2 separate regions of the Oryctolagus cuniculus genome follow, and region 1 is linked to region 2. A link is a contact called in public Hi-C data. All regions are on one chromosome and are shown on one strand. The core of a region is the stretch at or near the end of the contact, and the rest is flanking DNA. Distances in the headings are between cores, read along the strand shown.

The links. Hi-C and Micro-C count contacts between places; a contact is called where the count stands out from the background.
Region 1: a contact with region 2 is called in a Hi-C map of an unstated tissue, with 2.1 times the contacts expected there. The contact joins two enhancer-like sites. A contact is called at or near these places in 2 of 6 Hi-C or Micro-C datasets (psoas muscle and an unstated tissue).

Annotation. Positions count from the first base shown.
Region 1 is chr7:92,639,671-92,645,844 of mOryCun1.1, forward strand. It overlaps LOC103350144 (a long non-coding RNA gene), which reads left to right. Exons shown (of 7, transcript XR_001794514.3): 7 at 1,836-2,160. Among named protein-coding and RNA genes, the nearest start is that of ADGRL4, 63 kb to the right of the region's middle. Within about 2 kb of position 4,816, at least 2 of the 8 cell types and tissues checked have an H3K27ac peak or open chromatin away from gene starts, as enhancers often do.
Region 2 is chr7:92,572,799-92,579,333 of mOryCun1.1, forward strand. All of the region lies in intron 1 of LOC103350144 (a long non-coding RNA gene), which reads left to right. Among named protein-coding and RNA genes, the nearest start is that of ADGRL4, 130 kb to the right of the region's middle. Within about 2 kb of position 2,408, at least 1 of the 8 cell types and tissues checked has an H3K27ac peak or open chromatin away from gene starts, as enhancers often do.

The DNA.
Region 1 (6,174 bases), core at 3,566-6,065, 69 kb after region 2:
TAATCATATGTTTATAAAATTAATTGAAAATAGATTCTAATATCAAGAATGGGAATAGGAGAGGGAGGAGGAAGAGGGATTCAGAGTGGGTATAGTTGGAAGAATCACTATGTTCCTAAAGTTGTACTTATGAAATGCATTAAGTTTGTATTCCTTAAATATGAGATTTCTGGAAAGAAAAAAGAAACATTAAAAAAGAGAAGAAAACTGAACATTATTAAGGTTATACTAAGGCAAAGAACATTAGTTACATTAAGCTATATCCCCTCAATATACACCTAAATTCTGTAATCAATAAGCCCAAGTCACCAATTGCCATTAAGTAGCTTTATTCTGAAGATGGGGAGGAGCTGTGAAATTGATGGGTTACATAATTCATCAGCTTCTACACATAAATACCACCGAACCCTACCTCAATAATTCATTATGTAAATTTATTGCTCATGTTCAGAAAAACGACATTCATTCAGAATAGCATAGTAAAACTCTATATAATTTTTCTTCATATAAATTATGTAGCTAAAACTAAAGGATATAGCAGAACATCCAACCTACAAATCATCAACCAAACTTAGTGACATGATTACACCAGTCTCCTCTCTATCAGTTAACCTATAAAGAAATACAAACTTTGAACTCAGAAGAACAAATAGCAAACCTAGAAAATGTGATTAACAGATTATGAAATCCTAACAATTCTAATGTTTTATTGAATAAAATGTATTATTATATTCAAAGAAGTTTTAAAATTAAAATTTCTTCAATGAAAAAATTTTATTTTGGGATTCAAAAATGCATAAGAAATAATTTCCTGACCCTAAGAGGTAATCAATTTGGGAATAAAATTAGCATGCAAATGGCATACACTTAGAGCATAACATACATTTTAGAAAGAAAGTATTAAATATTACAGAGTAAAATGAGGTAAAGCTTACATTTAGTTGATCAAATTATTACTTATTTCCAAATTATCATTAGATTTTGAATAGGTAGAGATAGAGAGCACAAGAGAAACTAATTTAATCCTGGTAGACATTTTGGATAAAGAAGCAAATAAATTTGTTATATAAAATAAATACTGTTTTCCACCATGATCACTATGCATCACATATTATTGTTTAGAACTGTATAAAAGATTTAATGCGTACAATAGCATCAAGAGGTTAAGGTATTGAAATATTTTTCTATTCTAATGACAGAAATGAGTTGGAACAGGCAACTTTCCTCCATAAAACTTGCTCCAAAATACTGGAGCAGTCCTCTGACTTCTGATAAATGTAATGGGGGGATGGTATGTAATCTATAATCATTAACAGAATCCTGAATCATGATGGTTCTTTGATGCTTCTCTGATAGTCATAGAAGATGATGAGTTCATATTTCTGTATTTAAAATGTAAAATCTTGCACAATATCCATGGTGATGTTAGAGAAAACCCTACCTTCAGTTTAGAATCACCTCCATGCAGTTGAGTCTGGAATAAATAAGGCCACCACAGTAGAGGAAAATTGAGAGAGCAAGGCAAAGAACAAATCTTTTTCTTTATTTAGGAGAGAAAGAGACATCAGAGGAAGACAAGACACAGTTACTAATGTTTCTTAAGAGCCTGGGATACTGTCCAGCAGGAATGTTGAACAGGTTGCTCTGCATTTGACTTCTCACCCATCCAATACTCACTGCAAAGATTTAGGTCTGGCACATGTAGAAGACTTTTGAAAATATTTGCAAATTAATATGGAAAGAAAAACTACATTCTCTGTATGCCTACAAGTGTGTCATGGGTTTTACTAACTTTACTTGATTGACTACATGCACTTTTATTTTCTTTGCATTAGAAATGAGCTACCAGAGGCCAGCTAAAACTATGCCTGAAGCACTGGCATCCCATATGGACACAGGTTCAAGTCCCAGCTGCTCCACTTCCCATCCAGCTCTCTGTTAATAGACTGGGAAATCAGTGGAGAATGGCCCAAGGCCTGGACCCCTGCACCCATGTGGGAAACCCAGAAGAAACTCCTGGCTCTTTGCTTCGTATTGGCATAGCTCCGACAGTTGCAGCCATTTGGGAAGTGGACTAGAGGATGGAAGACCTTTCTCTTTGTCTCTCCCTCTCTCTCTCTGTAACTCTGCCTCTCAAATAAATAATTTTTTAAAAAACGATGTACCTTGTATATAGAAAATATGGAAAAAACTAGTAGTCAGCTTCAAATTTGTGTAATTCCAAGTTTGTAAATTTTTAAAACTATGTATCAGAGACACCTGCCTTTTGTTAAAGGAATTGCTTTTAGAGCAGTTTTTATTATTATTATTGTGGCAGGATAGCTTTGTTTGAAGGCATGAGAAGGCTTTATTGAACAGAAACAACAAGCTGTCACTCTTTACAATTATATTTATTCTATCATGAAACAAAGCTTACGTGGGGAACAAAACCAACATTGTTACTAGAATTTATGTTTCAACTGTTACCTCAGTTAAACAAAATGAACCAAGTAGGTGGAAACATATGTGTTTGCTGAAGAGAGTTTTGAAATACCACTGTGGTAAGTTTTCCTAGATAAATACCATCTGTCTATCAAAAGATAGAAAGCAATCAAGACTAAAATACACACACTTGTGTGGGCACACACACACACTTGTTTTGTCTTTGTGACTGTACAAAAAAATCATTCTTTTCCCCAAGACTTTTTTTTTCTTTTTATTGTGTCTGAAGAATTTCCTTTTTCTCATTTGGGACTTCAAAATTTATTCCAGACAAAAAATCACCTGACTTGGACTCTGAGGAAGTTGATTTAAATACTCCCTTATGGGTTATCAGTGAGGTCAAGAAGCATGTTCACGGAGGTGTGTAAAGCACTGTGTTCTGATAGATGCACTGACTGTTCTGCCCTCTAGCTTCTCACAAATATCCAGTACCAGAGGAGCAGGTCATGCAGTTTCAGAGGAAGGGGTGGGTAAGTGGTATTTCCTCTTTTGTAAGAGAAAAAGGAAATCCACGCACTTAGGGTGTTTGGGTTTGATCTCCATCCTTCTGATCTAGAGCTGTCATTTGTTTGTTAGAGAGGAAAGAAAGTTGTGCACTGACCCAAAGGAAAGCCTACCATCTGAATTATGACCCCACTTCCTCCCACTGGTAGCCACATAAAAGAAACTTCTGCATTAGTAAGTATTCCAGTGGACAGGGAAAATTTGAAGAGGAATGTGATATTACACTACAATACCAAAGACGGAGGAAGAGACAAAAAATAGATGGCACCTTATGCTCTGTTAAAAGTTATCACTCAGAGGAGAGGTTAAGGAAGGAATAATAACATAAAGTGCAGTATCATGAACATACTCATTTCTGAATTTTATTCCAGGCATTTATCCATTACACCATGTTTCAATCTTTTAAGTTTTCACAAACAATTTGATGCATTCAGAAATCAAGAGAGAGGAACTAAAATTTAAGATTTCCCTTTCCTAACAGTTATTTTGGTGTTAATGCCTCACAAAAGGTAGGACTATTACCCACTCAAGTTGGAATTGATTTTGATAGAAATATATTTCATTCTGTTCTTTTCAATAGTATCAATCCATTATAATGTAAAGATAAGGTTAATAATGTATGATTGCGCAAAACAAATAGGCAAAGGACATTATATAATTTATTTTTAAGTAAAACTCTTGTTTTCTATAGTATGGCCTCTGTCTATATGAACTTACCTATCTATTCATGCTTCATAGTGAAAATCAATAGCCTATGAAAGCACAGTTATGTTATGTAATATGTTTGCAACAGATGTGACATTCCATGTGATTGAATGTGGTGAGCTTTGCTGTTTCCTTCAAGCTTGGCTGACATGGTAGATTAAATGCTACGAAAGAAGATATTTTTCAGAAAGCATTTAGTACTCCAGCCTCATTGTTTAAATCTTGTATAATTTTATATTTCAGTTTAAAAACACTATGTTAGCATTTTAGGCCTTTAAAACAATATGCAACACTATTATTGTGACAATAGGAGAAAAAATTAAGTGCATATTGTCACTGCTTGGAGATATTAATTTTATGCAATTTAAATGAACACACATTTTGTATTTTTTCTGATCATATGTTTCACTATTATGTAATTTACATTGTAGATGATATGAAAATATTATCCTAGCTATACATGGACTAGGAAATCTCACTTGAGGCACATACAAATTTTTAGTGTATTTCAATTATGGAATTTCACCAATTTTACAATTCTACAAACACTGAATATCTGAACAATTTCTTAAGATTACCTGTAGTTTTGAAGGTTATCATTTTAGTCTTATAATATTTTTATTTTAATTTAAAGAACTAGTTTATATGAAGAAAGTACTAATAACAACATAATTTTAAGAATGTTTCCTTACAAATGATAGTTCTATCTGAAAAAAATCACATAAACTGTCTAAATAACCCAATCAGTTTTACTTAATAAATGACGTTGGTGCTAACAAAGGGATGAGTAGTTTTTCTAAGAGTAGAGGAAATGTTTTTATCATACACAGTGACTTGTCCATTGTCTCATGAGTTGCTCATCCGTGCAGGACACCTGGTTAGTCAGGTTTAGATATACCATCTGTGATCGCTGTGCAGAAAAAAGCTAATTGGCCTATGCAGAGACCAAACCCCTGACCTTAGCCTCATTATGTACAGATCCAAATCAACTGTGCATACCAGCCAAAGACGTGCATGAGTGTCATAAAGTGTCCCGAATTTCCTGACATGGAAACCTTCCCAAACAAGTCACAACAGAGCTTCGGGAGCCCAAGCTGATGACTCATCCAGAGGCAGCCATGCACATCTTGGCTTCCTGAGGAAGGAACCAGAGCAGCAGGCCAGTCAACCATTGGAAGCTGATAAGGTCTAAGGCAGCACCTTCTCCATGACTCCTTTCAGTCCCCTCTGATCCTTTCTCTGAGGCACACATCTATACAAAAATTATGTAATTCTTCCAGGAATGGAGCCAAGAGCCAGATGCTTTCTGAAGAATTAGCCCTCGGGCTACTATTGTTGATGTTGCTACTAAACCTGAGATTTATTTTCTTAAAAATAAAGTTATTTTCTTGTTAAGGATATTACATTTAACTAAACACCTCTCCGGCATCAGTGATATCAGGATTTAATCTCCACTTCTAGATTTCATCCTTACATAACATCACTTGAACACATGTAAAAATGTTCTCTGTTTCATATTCTATAAATCAGGTAGCAAAGTATGGTGAGGGTGTTCAGTATTTAATGAACATGTCCCATCATTTCCATTATCATAGCTGTTGGGTTCTTCCCAAATGGAGGTTGTTTCTCATCCTTGATTATGTGATTAAAGAGAAATATTTCATATTATTCCGTATTTAAGAGATACTGACAATTTACATTTATAATATTTGCTTACAATGAAAACACCTGAAAAGAATTTGTAGCAGTGAATGTCTAGTTTATGAGGCCTATCATTATATTCACTCTGAATCATGACTTATGAAGTGTCTTTGATAAGAAGAATCATGATCAAAATAGATTTATCATCATTATAAAATATGCATGTTAGTTTACAGGCCTTGATACTAAAACTTTATTTTTCATTACTTGTATTCCTAGATGAAGTGAGGTTCAAACTTTCTGAAAATTGATTAGATGCCACCAGAAAATAGCTATATTTCATTTCCAGATAAGTGAATAAATGGACCTAATCTAAATAATATAGAGTCCATTTTAGTAACTGTTATTTTAAGCTATGAAGGAGTATAGGCAAGAAAAAAAAGGAAGCAGAGAAGAGAATAGGGAAGGAAGGAAAAAATGAGACAAGAAATTGCTTGTGGATCTTCTGCATTCTTTTTAAAGTAGGATTACATATGCTATTTAAGTTCCTCTTAAAGTACAAAATTCAAAAAAGAATAGGATAGTCATAATCTAAAACAACTTTTGTTAAAGTTACTGTGATATGAAAATACAGTCAGTAGACATTGAATGAATATTTGTTAAGAAATTCAGGTAAAATTGCTATTATTCTCTGTCACTTTCGCTCTTTCTTTCTCTTCATTCTTCCCTCTCTCATTCACCAAGGAACAAGGAAAGCATGAGTCCATAAAAAATGAGAAGGAAAGTAACTGTTATTTGAAAAGATTTTTGAAGTCATTTTCCTCCTGGTGTTGGGAGAACTTG
Region 2 (6,535 bases), core at 1,158-3,657:
GTGGAATTTCCACTTATTGCTGGCAATCCAAGAAAGAGTAGAGGTTTATTTCTCATTGTTGGCTTTTTCCCTACTAGAACATTTTCGGGAAACTCGGCAATTTTAATTAAGACATGCATGTTCAGGTTTTCAAAAATATTAAAATTCGGTTTTTAAATGGCCTTGGTTTACAAGGCTACTTTAAGCATGATGAGGTCATCTCTATCCCCTTGATATAGGTGAGGAAAGATGCTCAGTACTATTTGCCATGATGATTGTCCCTGATGTTTTCCTCTGCATGACAAGGAATATAATGATAATAATGTAATTAAGATTTACTGAGCATTTACTACTTACAAGACACTGGATTAAATGTTTTACATTCATTATCACACTTAATCCTCACTCTAACTCTGGGAGTTAGGTAGCATTATTATCCCTTTACAAAATGGATGATAAAGCTGTAGTTTCAAGAGGTTAATTAATTTGTCAAATATTACTCATTTTAATCATGGGTAGAACTGGACTTGAATTTAGGTCTCTCTGATGGCAAAGCTATAAAAGATCTCTGTATGCAGTTTACTATTCTCCAAACTGATTATTTAAATTTTCACTAATTGCAGTTGCAGATAATTAGCATACAAAAGGTATCTCAGAGAAATTATTTAATTTCATAAATTTGGGGCAGGATACTGATGGCTTTTCCTCAAGCAGTTCCTTTGACTCCCGTGGATGGTGAGGGTGGTCATTAGTACGCATTCTTCGCAGCCTGCAGGTGTTTAACTCCCAGTTTGCTATCACTGAAGCATCTCTGCTGGCTGTCCAATAAAACAAGAGTTGAAACAGTTATAAGCATCTACTCCTGGTTGCTCTTATCTTGTCACCAATCACTCATTGATTATTGCCTCAGCTAAGTCTAGGTTTGCAAATCCTTCTCATCAAAGTAGTTCTTCATCAGTTCAGCAACCCGTGCGGTTGGTTAGTCCACTTCCATCACACATGTGTAAGGTGGGAGTTAGACTAGAATTTGTCACACCTAGTTGTAGAGGAACACATAAAAGCTCTCTTAAAACTCTGTAGAAGACCACTATCAACTGGTTTGATGAAAAAGGACAAGAAATTCTTTTAATCTGGGGCAACAGAGAGGATTGGACTCAAAACACAGCCTTTACAAAAAACTATCTTCATTTGAATACTTGCTCATCTGCTATCTTGAAGTCTTAAAGTGGCTAAGGAAATTCAAAATCCTTAAAGTGATTCTAAAAAATTTACTTTGTAAATGTGCATATGATGACTTGGCAAATGCCTTAATTGTTTTATATCAGTGACTGGAAGAGATTTAATTTTTTTATATCCTGTTATATCTGTTATCTATATTATTGTTTCTATTTATGTTTATATTTTAGTTAACTTTATACTAGCTCCCTCAGTTTATTGAATATCTTTCAGAAATTTTTCTTTAAATTTACTCAACATTCTAGATACCTGTGCACCATAATAAAGTTAATGTCTTCTCTGTTTTTCACATAATTTCTTATAATTTTAAGATGATATGCACATAATATCAATTTATAAATGTTTAACCAAATCATTAACTTAAAACTTATGATAAGTCTGTATAGTGTAATGATTGAGATTATATACATGAATTTTAGGATTGGTAGTACAGACTCTCAAATTCGCTTTCTGATATGTTACAATTATATCTATTTTTTCTTTAACAATAGAAATATCGGAAATTATCATTTTAAATGTATTTGATATTTTACCAGATGGATTAAAAAACTGAGGAATAATCTTGTTTATATTTAATATTTTTGCTTTCTTTTTAAAACATAAGTTTACAGAATTCACAATTAACACATAAAAACCTGCAAAAGAAGAAAGCATTTCATGATAGCATGAAAACTACCACTTATTTGTTTAAATATCATTTAAATTTTAAATTTCTTTGAAATAATAGTAAAATATCAGATGTTCATTGTTAATATAAAATAATCTGTAGTAAGTTTTTTCATGAAACAAATATAGAAAGTAAAAATCTTTATGAAAACAAAATAGCTCATGTGCTTTATTAAGAAATTTCCACTTCCTTAGATTATCATTGTCCATTTTATTTCTTTCCTGTATTTTTTCTTGAAGAATGCAGAATTCATTATGTTAGCATTATTAATGTGTCAACATTTCTATCCTTTTTGAGAGATTTATAAATCAGTAATAAAATATGTGATGTTGGTATAAACTTGGCATATATTCGTAGCCTACAAGCATTATTTTTCCTCATTTTTTTAAGTTAAATAGTTTGGCTGATATGACACACAAAGGAGCAAAATCAAAATGTTTTGTGGCTCCTTCTGCATTACGCCCTTTTTCTAAAAAGATGTATTCAACAAAAAGGGAAGAGGAAAATCAGACAGTTCAGGATAACAACTTCAGGGAAGTCACTCCAAGCTTGCCCTGTCAAAGATGCCTGTGTTAACAGCTTCATGTGTACATCAATGCATACATAATAATAACTTTAGAACTTATTTGACTTCCACTTAGGCACAATCTAAAGAAAACATGGGAAAATATTTTCAAGACCAAATAGGCACCATAGAATTTGAGGTACTTATTTAAACATTATATCGAGAGAATTTCTTTCTTTTTATCGCCTACAATTCTGTAAAAGTGTTCACTGAATAAAGCAGTAGTAGCAACATATTACTGAAATAAGCAGCATGCCTGGATCACTCTGATCTGCTCAACACCTACAGAGAAGTCCTCTCCACACAGTGCGCTGATTCCTTGGGTGGCAGAAAACAAACAGAAAGGTTTTCATTAGTTTTGTTGTTTTACATATTTTAAACCTTAGAAAGCAACCTGAGACACACTACATTTGTCATCCCCCAAAACAAAGTTATACAAATAAACAGATACTAAAAAGTCATCCATGTCTTGTATCCAACATTCCCATAATTTTCTCATTACAAACACTTTCATGGAAATACTAAACACTTAAGGATTGAAAAGCAATAAGGAAGAATGAAAACATATATTCACCATATCCTTTTCCTTTTTCCCTTTTGTAAACAAAGTATCCAAATAACACAAAACAAGATAAATTTCATAGTGTTATCATATAGCAGATAATCAAAGGTAAGAATTAATAATAATAAATTTTCAGTATTTGGGGAAATTCAAGTTTGTTTCCTCTGAGCCACACATTTCAAAGGGGTTACAGAGACAGGAGTAATTAGTGATCCTTCCCTAAGAGACTCACTTTTCCAATTAAATATTTAGTGTTCTACAAGAAGACCATCAAACGGCCCCCTTGAAACTGTTCATTGGCTTCACAGTGATTATATTTCACTGCCAATGGCTGCCAATTTATTTTACCAAGAAATATCGGACTTTATATTTCTCTGTAGAAAATATCTTCTCTATCAAAGTATAGGGAATAAAAAGGAAATTCTTGACTGAGGGCATTATCATCTATAGACGGAAGAAAAGATGTTTCCTAGTATAATAAAACACTGCTTGGTTCTTTGTATCTCAGAAGACAGATAAGATATGTCACATCCTGTTCCAGATGGTTTTTGACTTGTTCTCATTTCATAGTGAGTCAACCATTTCAGAATCACAGGATTCCATTCCCTGGCTGAAAATCATTCATCACCAAAATCCTATAGTCAACTGAAATATATAGTGTACTGTGAGTGAATCAATGCTGAGGGTCAAGTGCAAATATTCTGATTCAAGATTTAACTCATTGCTGTTGTCTAAAAGTTCTAATGAGAATTGGAACATCATGCTTATATTCTCTGATTTGTTGTCTTCTCTCCCATTTCTTCATAACAGAAAGACTCACGTTTACAGTAAAAAAATCAACTCTTATTTAATTTTGTATGGAAGATCTGTAATCAAGAATATTTTCATTCCACAGAATGAAATGTTTTCATTCAAGTTTGTGGGGTTCAAAACAAGAAAACTGTTTCCCGTGAGTGAGTTATCAACTACACTTGCTTTCTGGCACCAGAATTCCAATCTCTATGAGTTAATGAAAGATGAGATAATGAATATCAGTGAGTATAATACACAAAGTCAGTTTTAATGTCTTACTTAAAGGAGAGAGGAGCATGTGACAGGAGTGGTGATCGAGAGCATTTAAGTGGGTTCCTCATCAAACCTACTTGTGCTTTCATGGCCTGCTCAGGGGTTGACTCAAAAGTACATTCACTCACTTATTTCACATATTTTATCGACAGTTGACCATGCCGTGTGCCTATGCTTGATGTCAGAAGCATTAATAATAAACAGCATAATTTCTTTTTAAATTTTTAAAAAAGTTGTTATTTTTTCATGTTTACAATTGGTTTCCCTAAAATATTGATTAATGAATGCTAATTAATTGCTTCATGGATACAAAAATTAATTAATAATACTAAGTTATAGCTACACTAGACTAAGAAGTTCTGGGATTCTATTCCACAGTAAGGTAACTACATATGTTAATGTACCATATGGCTTTATATAAAAAGAAAATAAAAACTAAAACATTCAATTTTGGATATTGCAGGAGTAGGGAAGCTTTTTACTGCCGAGAGCCATTTGGATATTTATAACATTATTTGGGGGCCCATACAAAATTATCGACTTAAAAATTAGCCTTCTTGGAGCTGCTGTTGTGACATAGAGGGTAAAGCCACCATCCGTAATGACAACATCCAATATGGCAGCCAGTCCAGTTTCCTTCTAATGCCCTGAGAAAAGCAGCAGAAGATGGCCCAAGTCCCTGGGTCCCTGCACCCATATGGGAGACTGGATAAAGCCCCTGGCTCTTGGCTTTGGACTGCCCAGCCTCAACTGCTGCAGCCATTTGGGGAATGAACCAGTGGATAGAAGACTTCTTTCTCTGTCTCTTCTCCTCTTCTCTCTGTAACTCTGCCTTTGAAAAACAATAAAATAAATCTTTAAAAAAATTAGCCTTCTCATGGTAAATTTATTCAAACCCACCTGTGGTTGCCGTGGCAGGGTCATACCAAATGATTTTGCAGGCCTATCATTCCTCATCATTGCAAGGAATGCAAAATGTTCTATTCTGGTGATCCATTATGTAACGTATAGATATAATGAAGCAGTGCATGAGACCCCATAAAAATGTGTAATTTCCAAGTTTTTAAATTTTTGATAGTTTTTTCCAATTTTAAATATTTTATTTCATTTTTAATAAAAATAAATCTTTATTAAGATCAAATAATTTTTAAAAGGGTCACATAGCAAACACAACTTTGTGATATAAAAATATGCATCAGAAAAATATTTGGGAAATTTAAAAATTAAATATAAACTAGGGAAATACAAACACAAAGAAAGCAGGGATAGATATACTAATATCATGTAACTTCAAAATTAAGACAAAAATCACAATATGAGAAGAGAAGGGTATATTATTTTATAAGGGTTATAATTTAGTACAAATAGCATTTAGAAACATCTATACACAAAAGTATATGGTATACCTGATTTAAAAAAAAATTATGTATACATTTGTCTTTAAATTTCAGGAGTGAGTTCTTGGCTCCTGATTTTGGCCTGACCCAGCCCCAACTACTAAGGGTTTTGGGAAGTGAACTGTGAAGGGAAGTTCTTTCAATATCTGTCTGTGTCACTCTCTCTCCATATATCTGCTTTTCAAATAAAAGTAAATAAACAAAATATTTTTTAAAAATTTGTGTCTAGTTCAAAGATAAATATTGTATTAGAAGTCCTAGTTGAAGCAATGACTTTAAATGAGGACAGGATTTCCAACAAGGGTTATGAAAATATTCTAAAATTAGAAAGCCATGATGATTGAAGGCACAATGTCATAAATATACTAAAACCTATAGAGCCATATACTTTAAAATGGTGAATTTTCCGTATGTGGATTATATCTCATCAAATCTATTAATAAATAGAAATATATTTAACCAAATATAGTAACCTAATTTTTGTTTTAAAATGACTTCCACAAATTACAAATTTCCTGCAGCTGGTAAAAGCATTCTTTGAAAAATTTCAGCTAATATCACATATATATTATAATATTAAAATACTAAGTGTTTCTCCTCTAAGATAAAGGACAAAGCAAAAATACCAACTGCTATACTTTGTTCAATAATGCACTGGAATTAAATTATCTTTTTTTTTTTTTTTACAAATACCATGCTGCTATTTTACACATAAAATTTTAAGAATTCTACAATAAAACTACCAGAAATAAAAAGTGAATTTAGCAAGGCAATATTCCAACAATTATATTTCCATATACTTGCAGCATAAATTTAGAAAATTAAATTTGAGAAGTAGCATTTGCAATAGCATCAGAATCATAAAACATTTGGGAGTAAATTCGACAGAATACAGGGAAGACGTCTGTACTTAAAATTACAAAATGTCATTTGGAAGAATTAGAAACCTAAATAAATGAAGAGATATGCCATACTCACAAACTGGAAGGTACACTATAATCAAGATACTAATTTCTCTCAATTTCATCCCCACAATCATACAGGCACTAGCAATTAATAACTAC